2 separate regions of the Mus musculus genome follow, and region 1 is linked to region 2. Evidence: chromatin contacts called from public HiChIP or PLAC-seq data. All regions are on one chromosome and are shown on one strand. The core of a region is the stretch at or near the end of the contact, and the rest is flanking DNA. Distances in the headings are between cores, read along the strand shown.

What was found. HiChIP or PLAC-seq counts read pairs in DNA pulled down with a chosen protein or histone mark.
Region 1: an H3K27ac HiChIP or PLAC-seq map of embryonic stem cells shows a contact between it and region 2, with 10 times the contacts expected there. The contact joins the promoter of Cyp2f2 here to the promoter of Nlrp4a in region 2. A contact is called at or near these places in 2 of 39 promoter capture datasets (embryonic stem cells and stem cell-derived epiblast-like cells), 1 of 115 datasets of contacts at active chromatin or transcription factors (embryonic stem cells) and 1 of 9 other capture datasets (embryonic stem cells).

The regions. Positions count from the first base shown.
Region 1 is chr7:27,117,626-27,123,003 of GRCm38.p6, reverse strand. Cyp2f2 (cytochrome P450, family 2, subfamily f, polypeptide 2) reads right to left here and starts at 3,049. Exons shown (of 10, transcript NM_007817.2): 1 at 2,989-3,049; 2 at 1,263-1,453; 3 at 1,007-1,169. The coding sequence starts at 1,433.
Region 2 is chr7:26,432,366-26,437,235 of GRCm38.p6, reverse strand. Nlrp4a (NLR family, pyrin domain containing 4A) reads right to left here and starts at 2,123. Exons shown (of 11, transcript NM_172896.3): 1 at 1,979-2,123; 2 at 1,251-1,350.

The DNA of each region.
Region 1 (5,378 bases), core at 1,800-4,299, 680 kb before region 2:
TAGGCCCTGAACTCTTTCACCCTGTCTTGCCCTGGCTGGTCACCTTCATCATTCAGGACCTCTGGGGCAGGAATTCCTTCCTGGCTGGGTCAGGTATGTTCTTTGGGTTCCTGCAGCTCCTCAACACAGTTCTGACCATGCCGGGATGTCACAGTCTCATGATGGCCTCTGTTTTAGGAATCATGGGATAAAGTCTTGTGTGTTATATTTCTTTTTAAAAAAATTTTTTTTCATGTGCAATTGGTTTCTTGCCTGCACATATTTCTGTGTGAGGGTGTCAGATCCCCTGAAACTTGAGTTACAGACAGTTGTGAGTTGCCATGTGGGTGCTGGGAATCAAATCTGGATCCTCTGGAAGAGCAGTCAGTGCTCTTAACCACTGAGCCATCTCTCCAGCCCCAAGTGTTGGATTCTTAAATTTTTAAAAAATTTCTTTTGTTATAGTAAAGACTTGGCTGTTGAAGAAGAAAGAAGATGAAGGAGATGGTTCAGTGGGTAAGGTGCTTGCCGTGCACGCACAAGGACCTGAGTTCTATTCCCACCACCCACGTTTTGCTAGGCGTGACCATGACTATTCCTGGTGCAGTGGTGCAAAGACAGGTGGAGACAGACTCTGTCACAAACAACGTGCAAACAAACACCCTCTCCCCAAATGAGATAGGATTTGAAAGGGGGGGGAACACTGATGTAGGCCTGAAAGAGATTGGTGAGACAAAGGCTAAAATAACTCGGCTACTTGATTGAGTGGAAATTTGATGATGTGGTTGAGATAGAGTAAGGATGGGGTGAACGTAGGGTTCGACTGAGTGGACGTGGAGGTTGGTCAGGTTGCTCAGTTCGAGGTGCTGGAGGTGAGGTAGATCCTACCCTCCTTTCAGCATTGCTTGTCTGCATCCTTCATGAGGTCATTAGTGAGATCTGCAGCTCTGAGTGGACAGCTTCTCACCCTTATTCCCTACCTAGATATGCAAGGGCTAGAGGCTGGAGGAGGTGAGGGTGGGCTTACCGTTGCCCCTGGTGAAGTTGAAAAAGACGGGGTATGCGCCTCGGCCACTGAACTCCTCCCCTTTGTCCACAAGAGCCTCCTTCACAGTTTGGTATCCGCTGAGGACTATCACAGGCCTGGACCCCAGGTACACCGTGAACACCGACCCATACTCCTTGCTAAGCTGGAGGTAGAAGAGAGAGTTTACAGGGGGCTTAGTGGCCGTGGCAACCCTTCCTGGCTCCATTGCCCTTTGCCCTTGCCAAGTCTCCTGCACCTTGGTGAGGGAGGTCAGCAAGTCTTGGGAGCGAAGCTGCAGCAGGTTTCCCAGGATTGGGAGAGGTTTGGGTCCTGGAGGCAGCTGGCCCTTGCCCCGTGAGCTGAAGGTCAGGGACAGAGAGATGACAGCCAGGAGGAGAAGCAAGATGGCTGTGCTCACACCATCCATAGTGAAGGCAGCTGCAGCGCCTGGAGGGACAAAGAGGGAGAAGTCAAGTGTGGGGTCCCCCTACTTAGTTCTTCTGGAACTTTCCTCCTTTGAACCCAGGCAATGGGACTGTGGAGGGAAGGGGAGGTGGAGTGATGTCAGAGTGTTAAGAGGGAGAGGGGGAAGAAGGAAAAGGGGAGAAGGAAGAGTGTGTGTGAACACAGACTAATTGTCAAAACATAAACGTGCGAAAGGAATGCAGAGATAGGCAGAGACAGACAGCTACAGAAACCCAAAGCAACAGTCACAACATAGGAAACAGTGGAATCTATGTCTTTTCTGTTTACGTAGCTGTATTATCTATCAGCTAACAATATATTGTCCATTAACCATCTATCTACTGATAGTCTATCATCTATCAATAATCCATCTAACATCTATCTATCTATCAATCATTTTTCATTTATCTCTCATCTGTCTATCTTAAACCATCTACCAAAACACTGGTTCTCACAAAAAGAAATAACAAAATATAGAGAGACACGCAGAGATGGGTACAGACAGAGAAAATCACAGGGAGAGGGGAGAGGGGACAGGGGAGAGGGGAGAGGGGAGAGGGGAGAGGGGAGAGGGGAGAGGAGAGAGGGGAGAGGGGAGAGGGGAGAGGGGAGAGGGGAGAGGAGAGAGAGAGAGAGAGAGAGAGAGAGGGGGAGAGAGAGAGAGAGATGACTTCAGAGAAAGAGAAAGAAGAGAGATGGCGTTGAAGAGACGGATGCACACACACTTTTTTCCCTGGTCTATTAAGACAGGGTCTCACGTGGCAGGCCATGCTGGCTTCAGATTAATCCCAGCTGCAGCCTCTTGAGTGCCAGGATTATAGGTATTCACTGCACCTAGCTCAGAGATGCACACCAAGAAACAGAGTCAGACCAGCCACAATGTTGCACACCTGCAACCCAGCATGGGGGAGGCAGAGGCAGGAAGATATTAAAGGTTTGAGGTTAGCCTTTCTACATAGTGGGTTTCTAGCCAGTCCAGGGCCATGCACACAATCTTGTCGCAGGAAGCAAAACAACAAAACAAAACAAAATAAAACAAAACAAAAAACCCCTTCAAATAAAACAACAATAAAATCCCAAACAAATGAGCTCAAAGCCAAACAAACAACAACAAAGATGCCAAACAAACAACAACAAAGACGCCAAACCAGAAAACTATGAAACCATCCAGTGATAGACACTGCAAAATAAAGGATCTTAAAAGACATGTATTAAAATGACACCCATGATATTGCTGCTTGTCAAGTTAAAAAGAAGAAAATAAATAAGGAATAAAGGGTGTGGGGAAGTGGGGAGATGGATGGGAGACGGGAGAGAGAGAGAGAGAGAGAGAGAGAGAGAGAGAGAGAGAGAGAGAGAGAGAGAGAGAGAGAGAGAGAGAGAGAGATCCTTTTAAAAGGGCCTGGAGACTGGAGGACAAACGGCATGCATGGTCCACAAGCTGAGACAGACATACAAGTCCCAGAATTGATTTGCAGAGACAGAGACAGAGACCTCTCTTGGGAGCCACCCCTCACCTGTATCAGTATTCTGCAGCAATGTTCTGAAGTTCTTGTGTGTGCTGCAGTGTATGTGTGTATGTGGGGGCAGGGCATGCCCTTAAGTTGTCTCTCCATGCTCCTCCTCTGCCCTGCCTTCTTTCCTGGTTCTTCCAGTGATTTTAATCTCCTCCTACCATCCTAGCATACCTTGTCTATAGACCTTGGGCTCTTAGCCAGCTGGCATGGTGGGGTAAATGTGGCCACACCTCTAGAACCCTCTGTCACTTGACTGGGTCTTCCTGGCTTGAAGGCTGACCTTAAATCCCTTTTGTGTGGACAGTACTTGCTATCTGCCTTAGGACAGAGCAAAGGCTTTCCGACTCTGGACCCGGTTCTTGAGGAGAAGGTGGGGTTATGGGGTGTTGGCTAAAATAATTAACAGGCCAGGGAGGGAGTATTGTGATCTAGTACTGGATCCAGTCCTAGTTTGAGCTCTTCTGTTCTGTGTTTATGAGTTCAAGTCCAGTTTTGCTTCCCTAGCTAGGAGGCCTTGTGTAAGGCCCATTCCCTTTCCATTGAGTCCTCATTTCTGGGCATCTCTCTCAGTGGATTCTTCTTGCAGTCTTGCAGTTTGTCTCTGAAATTCTATATGACTCTCATTCTGTCTCTCTTAGTCTGGCAATAAAATATCCTGAGACACGTATTAAAACAACACACATATGATATTGCTGATTGTCAAGTTAAAAAAAAAAAAGAAGAAGAGAAAGAAGGAAATAGAGACTAAAAGGGAAGGAAAGGTGGATATGTTGTAGCCAAGGGTCTGGCAGACCCTTAGAAGTGTATCCATCTTTGCTGTCCTTCTGAAGGGTAGGAGATGAGGCACTTGGAGTCATCCTTTCTCTTTAAGATTATTTTAAAAATTTAATTATGTGTATGGATCTGGTATGTGCATGTGAGTGCAGTTGCCCACAGAAGTCAGAGTCAGATTCCCCGGATTTGGAATTGTAGGCTGTTGTGAGCAGTGCAGGAACCAAACTTGGAGTCTCCGTAAGAGTGGTGCAGGCTCTTAACCCCCGAACCATCTCTCTAGTCTGGTCTTGTGTGACCGTGAATGTCTTAGAACTTGCTATGTAGCTAAGGGTGACCTTGAACTCTGGAACTTTCAGCTTCACCCCTGGAATGATGGCACTATGGGCATGTGCATCCGCACCTGGTTTTGGTAACTGGCGAGGATGAAATGCAGGGCTTCATGCATGGTAGACAGACCTCCCTGGCCCTCCCTTTCTTTCTCTCTGCGTTTCTCCCGTTCTTATCTCCCAGTAAGTTCTTGTAGGTTGTATCTCTTCTATACTATTGGCTTCTATGGCTTATGCTTCTGTGACTGTGAGTACAGTGGGCTTAGGCTGAAGGACGGTTAAGGAGAAAGGCAGGGCCACAGAAAAGGGATCGCAGACTCAAATCACACTCTCCCTCACTGCCTCATATAAGGTTCTCCTTCTGTTTTCCTGAGTCACTGCCCCCATGTCTGTTCTTGGCTCTCATCTTGGAAACTGTTCCAAGTTTCTCAACTTCTGTCCAGATCAGAAGGATAGAGTGCCAAAACCAGAGTTGGCCAGGGTGAGGGGAGAAGTGAGTTAAGGTCTAGTAAGCCCTTGGAAGTGCACCAGGCTTCCTCTGCCCTTCTGGGAGGCTGTGGGAGAGGAAGTAATTCAATACTTTAGGTCTCAAGTACTCAGTGAGATGGAGGTGGGGCAGGTGGTATTGTTACAGCCCTGGACAGGCTGGTTAGGGCTGGTCCCAGGAGAGGGGTGAAAACTTCCTTGTGGGATTACAAGCCTCCTGTTTCCCATAGCAGCAACCCCTACTTCTGGTGGGGAGGTGCAGTACGGGCTCCACTCCAGTCCTTTGACTTGACTTGAATCTGGTTCGAGGGCTACCCACGTGATGGCCTCACTGGGGGAACTCAGGATTCATGAAGGGTTGTTTTAGGAACTTCGTGTTTTTCTTCTGTTCTGACTTGCTGTGCTGTTCCAAATGGAACTTGGACTCGAGCAGAGATATGCTTTAGTCTTTAAGCTTGGTGCCATTGAGATTTTGGGGCTTATAATTTATGTGGAAGGCTGTGCCGTGTGTGGTAAGATGCCAGAAGCCATTTCTCCATCCATCTGGTTATGATAGAACCAAATGGCTTTGGAGGTTCTTCCTCGTTTTTGTTGTACACATTCTGTTTAGATTTATTTTGTTTTATATGTATGAATGTTTTGCCTGTGTGTATATCTGTGTACCAAACGCATGCCTGGTGCCTGAAGAGATCAGAAGAGAATGTTATATCCGCTGGAACTATAGTTAGGGATAGTTGTGAACTGAGCCAAATCTTTTACAAAAGTTATCTCTCCAGCCCTACGTGTGTTCTTTTTCTTTCCTTT
Region 2 (4,870 bases), core at 874-3,373:
CACACACACACACACACACACATACACACACACCTCTCACTTTTTTTTTTTTTTTACTCTACTCTGTTTTTTTCATTCATTATTATTTTACCTGGTTTTGGTGCTAGGATCAAAGGCATGAGCCATCATGCCAGGCTAAATAAGTCTTAATGTTGGCCAACAGTACCCAGCTATTTTCCTGACTTTGATATACTGTGGTTCTACACAACAACATTTTTATTTTCAGAAAACAAACCCTGAGTTATTTGTGGTAAATATTAAAGATAAATTTTCAGGGGTTTCTATTACAAAATTACATAAAGTAAGTGGATTAACAGTACAGAAATTCAGTTAGGGATGGGAGTTGACTGGTAGCATGCTTGCTTAGCATGTACAGAACCCTGTGTTCCATCCTAGCAACACAGAACATCAGATGTGGTGGAGCACACCTGTAATACCAGAACCTGGGAGGTGAAAGCAAGAGGATTAGAAGTTCAAAGTCACCCTTGACTACACAGTGATTTCTCAGCTAGCTTATTCACTGTCCTTGAGACTCTGTCTCAAAACACCAACCAACTCTAATAACATCAAAATCACTAAGAATCATCTTGCCTTACTACTTGTGAGGCAGGAGTCGGCAGCTTCATGCTCCCTCCCTCAAGGAAACCCTCCCCTACCCCTTCTGAGTCCCTGCTTTGCTGAAAATCTGTTGTTTTATCCTTGCAGCTGCCTAACTCCAGTATCTGCCTTGATTATCACATTACACGTTCCTGGTGTTCCAGTCACCACGTGGTTACCCTTCAAAAAATAATTAAATCTACAACAATATCTTTTTGATGTATTAGAGATCAGGACACTGATATATTTGTTTAGAACTGGAACAATTCAACAATCCAGCCAATAGTAAGGACCAGTGTTTATTGATATGTAAGCAATCTTTGCCCATGCTCTTACCTAATAGCCAAGAAAAAAAAAAAAAAGCATGAGTCTTTAAAGGGTGAACTCAGGTGAATGTCTCAGACACAAGTACTAGTGTGTCCATACTTGCCTGCTTCTCTGTGGGTTCTCCTGGTTATTGGCCTCACAAACATAAATATGAATATACATATTCATGCACATATACATGCACATACTTCTAAATTTTCAGGTGTTCAACCCTCATGATGCCCACACATTATTTATTTTCTCTTTGTATCTGGAAAGCCTCATTAGCACCGGCTCCTCCAATGTCTTGAGCCCAGCTAACAGTCTCTTGTGATCCCTCTACTTACTTCAAAGTCGAAAAACAGCCAGATAAAGTCGCTAGGATTGTCTGTGGATCCAGCTGAAGCAAGAGTTGGAGGATTTGGACAAGTAATGATTTTTGTTTTCCTAAAAAAAAAGAAAGAAAAATAGTTAAATAGTTAGAGTACCATAAAGCATCCTGGCTACTCTGCTAAAGTAAGTCCAAATAACCATGACAAAGGATGCAAACTGGTTCTGGTTGCTCTAGACAGGAGGGAAGAAAAAGGGAAGGAAAAAAATGATGCCCACACACTGGCTCCTCAAATAAAAAAGTAAAGACAAGCATACAAGAGAAAAGAGGCAGAAGACAAGATTTGCTGACTCACTGCCCTAGGGCTTCCAGGTTAGTCCTTAATATAGGGCAGCAGCTGAAACTGGGAAGAAACATTCTATGTTGCCATGTGATTGGCCAGCGCTTTACTCCCTCTCCTTGGTGGTGGTTGCGGGAGGGGGTTGGCAAAAGAAGACAGATATGATTGATGTTGAAAGTTTGGTGTAGCTCTAAATCCTCAGGTCCTGGTATTCTACAGATAATGAACATTGCAGTGTATCTGGGTATTTAGACCTCCTGAAGAATCCAGATAATGTATCGCCAAGGCTTCTGACTGTACAGATGGATCCCTTCATCCTCTTGTTATCATTTCACATGTGCCACCATTATTTAGCATTTCAAAGGAGCATATAAATGAGGGTAGGCAGTTTCTCTGTCTCTGACCTCAGTCCGTCTTGATCCAGTTAGTTCAGGCTGGGATGGAAATCAGGCTCCTCTACTCTCAGAATCTGGAATGCTAGGATTGCAAGTGTGTACAACACTTGTGCCTAAATTTCAAGTTCTAACTATGATTACTAAGGCGCTTCCTTTCCCTGACTTAGGCTGCTAACGAAAATATTAAGTGAGGGAGGGGCCAGTGGAGGGAGCAGCAGAGAGAAGGCTCAGCTGATTGTATTTGACATCCATCCTGGAAGACCTGAGTTGATGGCGGAGGGAGAAATTTACTCCTGCAAGTTTTTCCTGATCCACTATCCATTCATAGATGGATAAATAACTGTATTAAACATTTAAAACGTTAAGCGTTAAATCTCAGAAATAAAAACAGTCATTAGTATTAAATGTTTTTACTGTGTGTAATTTATGTTGCTTTATTTTATTATTTTATTACTAATAATTTGTTATAACAAATATATAGATTAAACTGTAGATGCATATATTGAAAAAAATATGGGATTCCATCCTATCTTAGTCCTTAGTCTCACACATCCACTGGGCAGCTTTGAATGGACATAGATGATCCATATTTAAAGTATACACACACACACACACACACACACACACACACACACACACACACACGGTGTTATAGTTCGTCAAAAGACCCTTATTCACAAAGATCACAGAGACCGCCGCCGTGGCTGCAAAACGCATGAGGATTTTTATTGATCCAACATGTTGGGGACTCCCCTCCCAGCACACAAGCCAGAGGAGAGACCAAGAACAAAGAAAGAACACATTTTTTATACCTTTGTAAGGGGCAGATTTGAGCAACAGGGTTCTCATTGGTGTAGCAAGTAACCCTTTCAGGCAATGATTGGTTTGTATAGTGACTAAGTAACCCTTTGGCCTAGTGACTCACTTTGCCTGCCCCCTTGGTGGGTTATTATGATTTGGTCAGCAAAGTAATAGTACATTAACATCACAGCTATTAATGTCAGGGGAATTCTTGCAACAAGGTCAGGGTGGTTTGTGGTCTTTGTCAGAATTCAGTGTGGGGCAGGGGGCAGGAGAATTGCTAGTCTTGTTATGGTTATTTCTCTGAGAACAGCTAATATTGTTTTGATCAGTTTGGATAGTCCCTTTTGAAGGGGGAAGGTACTGGATGGTCTTGAATTCATTTTGGGTATTACAATGGTAGGAAGATGGTCAGGTTTTTATATCAACTTTGAATTGATCAAACCTGTCTTATATCTCCTGGGTTTTGGTAATCATGGCTGGCTTGATGTGAAACACAATCATGGTCCTTGAGTGTGTCAGGCAAGTGCTCCCTGTCCAGTGTGTCCAGTGTTGTCATTGTAGTGCCACCCCCCACTCCCAAGGGGAAAAAAGCTGCTGCAAAGTCTGAGAGCCTGAGTTTGATCTGGTGACCTCATTTTGTGGAAGGAAAGAACTGACTCTTCTGAGTTGTCCTCTGTACTGAACACATAGACATACACACACACACACACACACACACACACACACACACACTTCTTTTAAAAAGGGGTTACATTAAATGATCTTTTCTTTCATTATGAGGGTTTTGGTGGTTTTTTGTTTTGTTTTCTTTTGTTTGTTTGTTTGTTTGTTTTGGAGCTCTTTATTCGGCTATTTTCTAGCTTACAAAGACCTGGGAGTATAGAGAGATATTAAATCTTTTGTACTTTCTTCTTTTGATTCTACTGAGAGGACCATCATTTATTCTTCGATGAGTACGATGGGAGGAGTCATAGTTATCAGTGGTACCTAGAACACTTGGCTGATTTCACCAGACAGTTGCAGGTGAAAACAGGTTCTCAGTTGCAGGTGCCCAGGTGATTCTAGCCTATTGAATCCTGGGTTAAGGATGGTTAAGGATCTAGTTCAGTGGTTCTTAACCTTCCTAATGTGGCAGCCCTTTAATACAATTCCTCATGTTGTGGTGGCCCTCAACCACACATTACTTTTATTGCTACTTCATAACTTTAATTTTACTACTGTTTTGAATCATCATGTAAATATCTGGTAGGCTGGATATGGGATATTTGACCCCTGTAAAAACATCATTTCACCACACATACACAAGGGTTCAGGACCCAAGAGTTGAGAAAAGCTGGTCTAGGAAGTCTGTTTATACCTTTCAATAGTATAATCCTGCATATTCTACAAGTACTTATTTACTTTTTAGAAAACTTTATTTACTTCTTTATTTAGTGAGGAAGAGACAGTAATTTCCAGGAGTCAGTGCTCTCCTACTATGTGTTGGTCCCAGGAATTGAATTCAGGTCATCAGGCTTAATGGCCAGCACCTTTACCAAAGCAGCCATCTTGCTGGCCCTCCACAAGGATGTATGACATCTCTCAGATTTAGATGGAGCCTTGGCATGTGATGACATATTGTATTTCTTAATTTAGCTTATGGTAGCTCAAGTTATATGAAATTAAGATTATGTATGGAGAAGTTCCTTGTCTTTTATGCCCTCCAGTTGTCTTGTTGTGAAGTTCTTGCCTGATGTCCCTGGAGTTCTGACGTTATCAGCTGGGTGTGGACCATTTTTCAATCAGGAGATTCTGTGAAAACCCACAATGAGGAAGACTTCTGGGGTTCCCAGTCTAGCTCAAAAATGCACAGGTGTGACACTGTTCCTCTTCATGATCTTCTCTGTGAGGAGTTACTGTGGCTTTGGAGGTGTGTCAGGACTGTGACCTGAAGATCATTTGCATCTTGGCATAGCTGTGAATGTGATCCATTAGAAAATTATGATCTTAATATACTGCATATACACAAAAAAACCCACATAGGCACTCTCGCTTGCACACACAAACACACAATTAAATTTTTAAAAAGGAATACAGCAGAAAGTAGATAAACTAATT